2 separate regions of the Pan troglodytes genome follow, and region 2 is linked to region 1. Evidence: chromatin contacts called from public Hi-C data. All regions are on one chromosome and are shown on one strand. The core of a region is the stretch at or near the end of the contact, and the rest is flanking DNA. Distances in the headings are between cores, read along the strand shown.

The links. Hi-C and Micro-C count contacts between places; a contact is called where the count stands out from the background.
Region 2: a contact with region 1 is called in a Hi-C map of stem cell-derived neural progenitor cells, with 9 times the contacts expected there. The contact joins two enhancer-like sites. A contact is called at or near these places in 5 of 7 Hi-C or Micro-C datasets (induced pluripotent stem cells, a lymphoblastoid cell line, lymphocytes and 1 more), 1 of 1 datasets of contacts at active chromatin or transcription factors (stem cell-derived excitatory neurons) and 1 of 1 other capture datasets (stem cell-derived neural stem cells).

The regions. Positions count from the first base shown.
Region 1 is chr16:28,827,221-28,830,641 of NHGRI_mPanTro3-v2.0_pri, reverse strand. LOC736464 (a long non-coding RNA gene) reads left to right here. Exons shown (of 7, transcript XR_002939604.3): 2 at 2,983-3,185. Among named protein-coding and RNA genes, the nearest start is that of MEIS2, 220 kb to the left of the region's middle. Within about 2 kb of position 1,656, at least 4 of the 24 cell types and tissues checked have an H3K27ac peak or open chromatin away from gene starts, as enhancers often do. A contact at or near this core is called in stem cell-derived neural progenitor cells, where this site is marked.
Region 2 is chr16:29,049,707-29,053,647 of NHGRI_mPanTro3-v2.0_pri, reverse strand. No RefSeq gene overlaps it. Among named protein-coding and RNA genes, the nearest start is that of MEIS2, 5.0 kb to the right of the region's middle. Within about 2 kb of position 1,402, at least 9 of the 24 cell types and tissues checked have an H3K27ac peak or open chromatin away from gene starts, as enhancers often do. A contact at or near this core is called in stem cell-derived neural progenitor cells, where this site is marked.

The DNA of each region.
Region 1 (3,421 bases), core at 407-2,906:
AAAAGGCGATGTGTGTGGTGTACCAAGGGCTTAAGTAAGAGTATGATGGGAAGGGGCACCTAGATATAATGAGGCTGCTGTTTTAAGCTGAATAGAAAAGAGGAGAAGAAAGAAAAAGCCACACAACACCACAATACAGTTTAAAATAATTCTCACCCACCTGCCTTCCTTTTTCTCTAACCACACACTATATTGAATAGTACACATAGGTGGGGGAAATTTCTAGTTCATCACCTTCTGTCTGTAGACCCACCAACGGAGCCCCCTTCCCTTAGATTCCTGACATGTAAGCCTAGACCATGGCCTTTTTATCAAGTGAGTGGGGCTTTGTTAATGTATTTGTACTTTTCTGCTTTCAGTCTAAGTTTCTCGCTTTGGAGGAGGGAGGAGATGCAAGAAAGGAGGGGGAGGGGAGCAGAACACAAAGACTTTATCTAGTTCTCACCAAGCAGGTTTCAAAATAGGAACTTAATGGGAAGAAAGACGAAAGAATTAAAAAAAATAAGAGGGGCGTGAGAATTGTTTATTACAAGTTTACTTGTCTGGAAGAGAGGTGATTCTGTGGATATTTTTCCCTTTGAGGATTCTGTTTTCCTCTTATTGAAACATTTTCAAATTTTAATCCTTTAGCAGACAAAACCTCAATATAAATATGACATGGGCCACTGGCAAAAAAACGAACTTAAACTCAGTGCTTAGAAGGGAGGCGGTGTGGGGAGGAGAGAGCCCTTTCTGATTAATAACTAGCAGGGTAATGTTGAGGGCTTTTTCTGCCCGATTGCCTTTTTGAATTAGAGCCGATTTCTTCACACTTCAATAGTGCCTGTCTCCTTTAAAATGACTGGCAGATTTGTTTCTCTTTTTTTTTCTCTCCCTGAGACTTAATGATGTAAATTTTCTAATTAGTTAAATCATATTGCTTAAAGGCCTAATATTTACCATGTAAGAAATGATCATCCAGATTTGGACCTCTTGAAATATTCTGAGAAATAACACTTGGCTTTTAGGTTGAGGGATGAAGAGGAGAAAGCTGTATTACGGGAAGCTGTTTAGAGAAGAGAAGGCATAAACCCGGCAACATGTTAAATTAATAGATGAAGTTGAGCTGGGCTCACACCCCAAGTCCGCTTTTATTTTTCAATCAGCGAAGATTTAATTGGCAGCCCTCAGGCTGGGCGATCTGATATTTTCTCATTAGTTTCCCATCACTAATCTTGAGTGTTAGATTGGCTCAAAGGTTGTCAACATTTGACCAATTTTATTTAAGGAAAAAAAAAAATCATGCATTATGGCTCCTGGACGTGAGATCTGCAAATAAATCCTGCTTGGATCAGCGGAACCAACAGGCGAAAAAAATGTTGACTATTCATCGTCGCATTTAATAAGTTGCATTAATGTATATTTCAAGGCGAGAGAGAGAGAGATTATACATGTGGTGCGTAGATGCCGATGAAAAGAAAGAGGTGGATGGGGAACGGGAGGCACTATAAGCCGGATGGGTAGGTAAAGTGAGACGTAGAAGCATTTCGAACCGAGGGTAAATAACCCAAGTGGAATAGCTGTTGAGGATTTAGGAGCTACAATCCCCCCTCCCTTTCCTTTTGCAGCTGCGTGAAACTGCCAAGCCTGTCTTGCAAGCACAGAGTGGCTCTGCTGTCTAGTCCAGAGCTAACATCAGAGCGCCCCCTGCTGGCAAGTAGAGCAGAACGCTGCGGGTCAGCCCCCTGCGAAGCGAATCTTGTTTTTCTGCGCACCCCACCTTTCACTGACTCCTTCCACAGCCCCCACGTCCATTCTCCAGCAAAATCCCGCGGCAGGGGAATACCTTGTCAAGGACTGAACATTTAAATGAATAACTGATAATAATAATAATAATAAAATGCGAAGGAACCCCCCACCTTCGCTTGGCCTCTGGGGAATAAACTATCAAAAGCCTTGGCAGAGGACACCTTTCCTTTTTCTACATCTCTGTATTCTCTGCGTTTTCGCTACAGTTTGTTTTTCCTGCAGAACTGCAGATTCCGAGTCCAAGGAAATGTTTTTAATAGATGCTGTAGACGTTTTAAAAATGGATATCTGATGGGGAAAGAGGCCAATACAAAGCAATATTTTGCATCCTCACAAAATTAAACTCCCAGGAAACTCGCACTGTTTAGAAAAGTCTTGAGGGATAGCTTTCGGAATTCAGACGGTTCCTTGTCCAGAATGACCCTTTCCTGCAACGCAAAGCAATACCAGACCCTGTCCGAATCTTTTTTTTTAAGCAGAAAAAGTGTTTAAAAGTTGTCACCATAGCTACATACACACACACACACACACACACACACACACACACACACGTCTTTTCCATGGGTGTGTCTATTCTTTTTTTGGGGTCGTACTTCTCAATTTTGCTGGAAACGGAAAAGGTAGCTGAAGTGCACCAAAATAACCGATGTCTTTGACATTTGATCTTACTATAGTGTTTCACGTCCAATGCAAGGTGTGAGACTGCTACTATTTGAGAGAATTTTGGTTCTTTTTCAACGGTTCGGTGCATAGAGGCATTTTCTTGGTTTCCCAGTTAATCTGCCGCGGGATTTATGAGCACCATGTAACGCGAGGGCGCACAGGTAACGAGAGCCGGAACAATCTCAGGCTGGCAGCCGCACCGCCTGCACCGCCAACCTCCACTCTTGGGAAAGGCGTTGGCAATGCAGCCCTGACTCGGATAAGTCTTCTGACCGCAACCAGACCCCCACATAACGAGTGTCAATCTACACCGCGGAACGACTTTTGTTTCTGAGGGAGTTTTTGGTTTTGCTTTCCAAAGTACCGGATTTTGGGATTTTGTTAAAACAGTGCTCAGAAATGAGGCGCGGGGGAAGGAACACGGGCAGGGAGGACAGCAAGGGAAAGGTGTGTCTCTGGACTTTAATTTCTTGCCAGAGTAGCAGGACTTTCTGGTTTAAGAATCCATTCTCCTCTTTCGCTTCTTCCCAGAAGCCCTGTGTCACCCCTTCTCCAACCCCCATTCCCATCTTTGGAGACACTCAGGGAGGGGACAGGGACCCCGGTGACTCCCTAGAACCAGCGCTCCTAGGGCAAGGCAGAGGTGGGAGACAACCCGGTCTTCAGGCCAGTGAAGTGATGCCTCAGTCTGATTGTGTTTGAAGATTTGCTGGGGCTATTGTGTGACAACTGAGGTAAAGTTAAATATTTATACTCCAAGCTGTTATCATTTTGGGGGGTCTGTTTTGAGGAAGTCCATTGGGTTCAAACTGATTTTAAATATAAATCCTGTTCTGGGGAAGCAGAATCTACTGCCTGCAACTGGGGTTGACTGTTTGAAAGGTCCCCGTTAAGCTCAGAAGTGGAAGGGAAGTTATCTGCAGACCATATGAGTCTATTCAAATATATATGTATATACGTATGTGGGTAT
Region 2 (3,941 bases), core at 153-2,652, 220 kb before region 1:
ACATAAATATATGTTTGAACACTGCATTTTCAGACACTTAACCGATGAAGCAATAAAAAAAAATTCGACTACAATATTTCAAATAATCGACATTGATGTTTTGATACATCTTTTTATACTCCAAATCGATCTATCACTCTGGGGCTGGTCAATTTTAAGTAAAAATGTGCTGCTATTATTTGTACCTTGGCTAATGATGACCTAATAACAGTCCCCAATTAATTACACCCGAACCGTGCTTTTTTTTCCTTCTGCAATGGAGGTGGGGGGCAGTTCTTGGAAAACAGAACCCACTATTGTGCCATCCTTCCCCTCCCTTGTATTCCATGTTTGCCACGGGTGGGGGTGGGACTTCAGATTTAGGAAGGGGTCTTTGTCTGGTTGATCATAGACGTCACAGGCTGAGGTCCCCTCACCTGAAATAACCACCCTCTGGGTCTGTATTGGGAATATGGTCCTCACTTTTACTTTGCAATGTCAAAACTAAATTTTAGAAAATTCAATCATAACTCTCCTTCAGGTCCCATGTCCTTTCCTCTGTTTCAAGGACTAGATGGAAGAGATTTGCTCAAAGATTGGAAATTTCTCTCGGGCTGTGTGTGTATGTGCGTGTGTGCGTGTGAGAGAGAGAGAGAGAAGAGAGAAGAGAGCGCGCGCCCACATGAGAATTTTAATAAAGTAGGGACACAGCCAGGTCCAAATCTAAAGCACCTAGCCTGAGTAGAATCTCTCCCACAGCCCCATCCCCTCTGACCTCCCTACACGGCGTTTGATTGTTTACCGGCTACTGAAGAAAAAAAAAAAAAGCTACAAATAAGAAAGACAATGACCTGCAAATTGCAGGAAAGCAGGGAGGAGACTGTTGGGTATTGCATCCCAGGCGTGCCTCCTCCCGCACTATGACTGTTGGCTTTCTCTCTTTGCCCTGTGAGTTTTCCAGTTCTTTCCCACTCCTCTCCAGATTTGGTGGAGGTGGGGGGAGGGGGAAAAGAGATAAAGCTGATTAATTGAAGGAATAAACAATCCTGGACAGGCCTAGATACAAACTCGAGCAGTCCATTGTGAGGTACGGATCGGGCAGAGGCGGTGGAGGACCGCTCGCACCCCCACTCCGACTCCATCTCGCAGGCTAGGCGCCGCGCCGTGCTGTTCCCCCCCGCCACCCCCACCTCCCCCGTTAAGCCCCGACCCTTCCTCAATGTCGCACTGAGACTCGGCCTTCTGACCTAAAACTGAGCTGGGCTCCTAGCCCTGAATTCCAGTGTCTGATTTCTTTCCTCCAAACTTCATGAATGCAGTTTTAAGCCTCTCCAAACCACCGCCAGCTGAGACGCTGGGACTTAAGCGGCACGCTAAGCAACTTTAAGATGCTAATCAAAGGCAAAGGATGTGTGTGATCCGCGCTGGGTAAGGGGGAGGAGGGATCAGAAAAGAGAGCTCCGTCGCCAGAGCATCCCCCAGTTGCGAGAGTTACTAGCCTCTGGCCGGGGCTTTCCAAGCCGCCTGCGCTGAAGTAGGGGTAGACGAGAGGCCGCAGGAGGACAGAAAAAAAGAGAAAAACAATCGAGCGGAAGAGACGAGAGAAAAAGCAGGAGAGAGGAAGAAAGAGAGGAAAGAAGAGAGCGCGGGAAGGAGGAAGAAACAGTGAGAGCAAGCGCACGTCGTGTTTGGAGCCCCGCCAGATAGCGCTAGAGGGCTATTTATTGAAATCCTTTCTATGAGATGGTGAAGCAGCTAAAATTGGGAGAAATAAAGAAAAGGGGGCATAAAGGAAAAAAGTATAATAATTTTACTCCATTTTATTTAAAAAATAAAGTGTGGGGTGCTTAAACGTTATTAATGGGAGGAGGCGGAGAATAAATCATTATAGAAAGCTTAAATGGGAAAAGGACCAAAGGACCAAAAACCACCACCACCACCACCACCACCAACAACAACAACAACAAAAGCAAACAAAAAAGTCCCCTTCCTTCTGTTGATCCCAGCTAGGAAGAGTGAGTAAAGTTAACAGGTAAGGAAGCCAGTGGAATTATTTCTAGGCCAACTTTCAGAGCTGCTGGTTACACTGCTGGGAAGGTCAAGAATAGTTCACAAGGATGAGCCGATGTTTATGGAGAAGGGATGTTTTAAAAGTAATAGATGGCTGCAAGGGGTGGAGAGGGAGAGACAAACACGTTATTGGAAACGCCAAATAAAATATATATCAAAAATTCCAACTGTCAGCCAGCAGGTCTTGAGCAGAAGATAGCCCCTTCTGCCTTTGTCCCAGCGATGCTGGGCTCAGGGCAGTTTCTGCAGGGCTGAAATCAAACTCCTTGAATAACAATTTAGAAATACTCTGAGAAGCTTGGAGAAAATAACTAGACTACAAAAAAAAAAAAAAAAAATCACTGTGTCATTCAGAACCCAAAGAAAAGTGCTGGGGATGGAAAGAGAAGACCTAGTGACAGAAGTGGAGTCCAGAGAGAGAGAGAGAGAGATGGAGAGAGAATAACATATTTTTGATCACTTTTACTTGCTCAGTTCAGTAATGCAAGAAATAAAATTTCTTTCAAATGATACTTTACTTTTAAGTATTGACTTGGTTTTATCCTAAAATCTCTGGCATTTCACATATCTAGCTTCTCATTTTAAACCTGAATTTTCCTTTTACCTGAAGGAATTTTTGAAAATCAAAGTAATAATTCATGTCTTTTTTCAAAACCAGTAAAGAGAACTTCCCTCCCGGAATAAAAATTAACCTTACAGAGTTTTTAAAGATCTGCTTAATCCAAAATATTCCAAATCAAAACATTAAATAAAGTTACAGACAAGATTAAGGTTGGACTTATTTGCTTCTCTAGCAAGGCGTCAATTGTTCTAACTGTTGTAAGAAGACAAAAAGGATTTAAACCTGGCGATTTTAATACACAGATTAACACTTTGGACTTCGCAGTTCTGAGGAATTTGAAGTTATCTGTGCTAAGAAGCTATAACTTTCAAGAAAAAGAAAAAGAAACAGCTACACAAGCTCCTTAAGGAGTGTGGGCAAATTCACCTAGAATCTGGGTTCATAAATGCTTGGTTCAAATTAAACACTCCCCATAAAGCCAATGCCCTTCAAATTAAGGGACTATAGTGGAATTCAATTATTCCTTTTAAATCTTAAATGTTACCTATAATAGCATTCCATGTTGGCTCAAAAAAAAGAAAAGGAAAAATAGAAAAGTAGCAGTTTTCAGAACTCTTGGGGCTGCTTCAATAAGAAAGAGGTGATTAAAAACAGACTCTTAAATTTGAGAGGCCCGATTCCCCCTTCCACTGGTCCCCACCCGCGTGGTCCTCTCCTTTTCACCTCTTTTTTATGCAGTACCCCCACCCCCACTCCAGAGCTAAGTAGCTGATTTGGGATTCTGAAGAAATAGGTTTCACCATCCATATTTGTTCTGGGGCACTTGTAAAATGCGATTTGTAGAGGGTCTTTAGCCTTCTGATTGTCTTTGAATTGTTTTTACTGAAACAGATCTTTTGCAGTTAATGAGTCCCCACGCAGCTGGACAGCTCCTCTCGGACACTGAGAACTCTAACCCCAAAATGACCCCAATTTGACACCGCAAGATGAAATTTTACCGCCTGTTAAAACCATTTCCAGCCTGGGCAGAAGGAGCTGACTGTTGACGGAGGTGTGTGCCACCTCCTGCGACCCCCATTTCGTGACTGTCTCCCGGGCCTGCCCCACCTACTTTCCTTTCACCCCAAATATGGGAGAGCAGATGAGCCTGGAAGCCTGGGTGGGAGTGCCAACGCTGACAATGGGGCATTAGCAAAATGCCACCAGGATGGAAATCAGAAAGTGCGGGTACCCTACTCCTTTGAAATCGCTTCTATTGGACTGGAAAATTGGGGATGAGGGAAACCAGGAAATTCTTATATGTTAGATGAGCCTTTTTCAGCTCTATTAA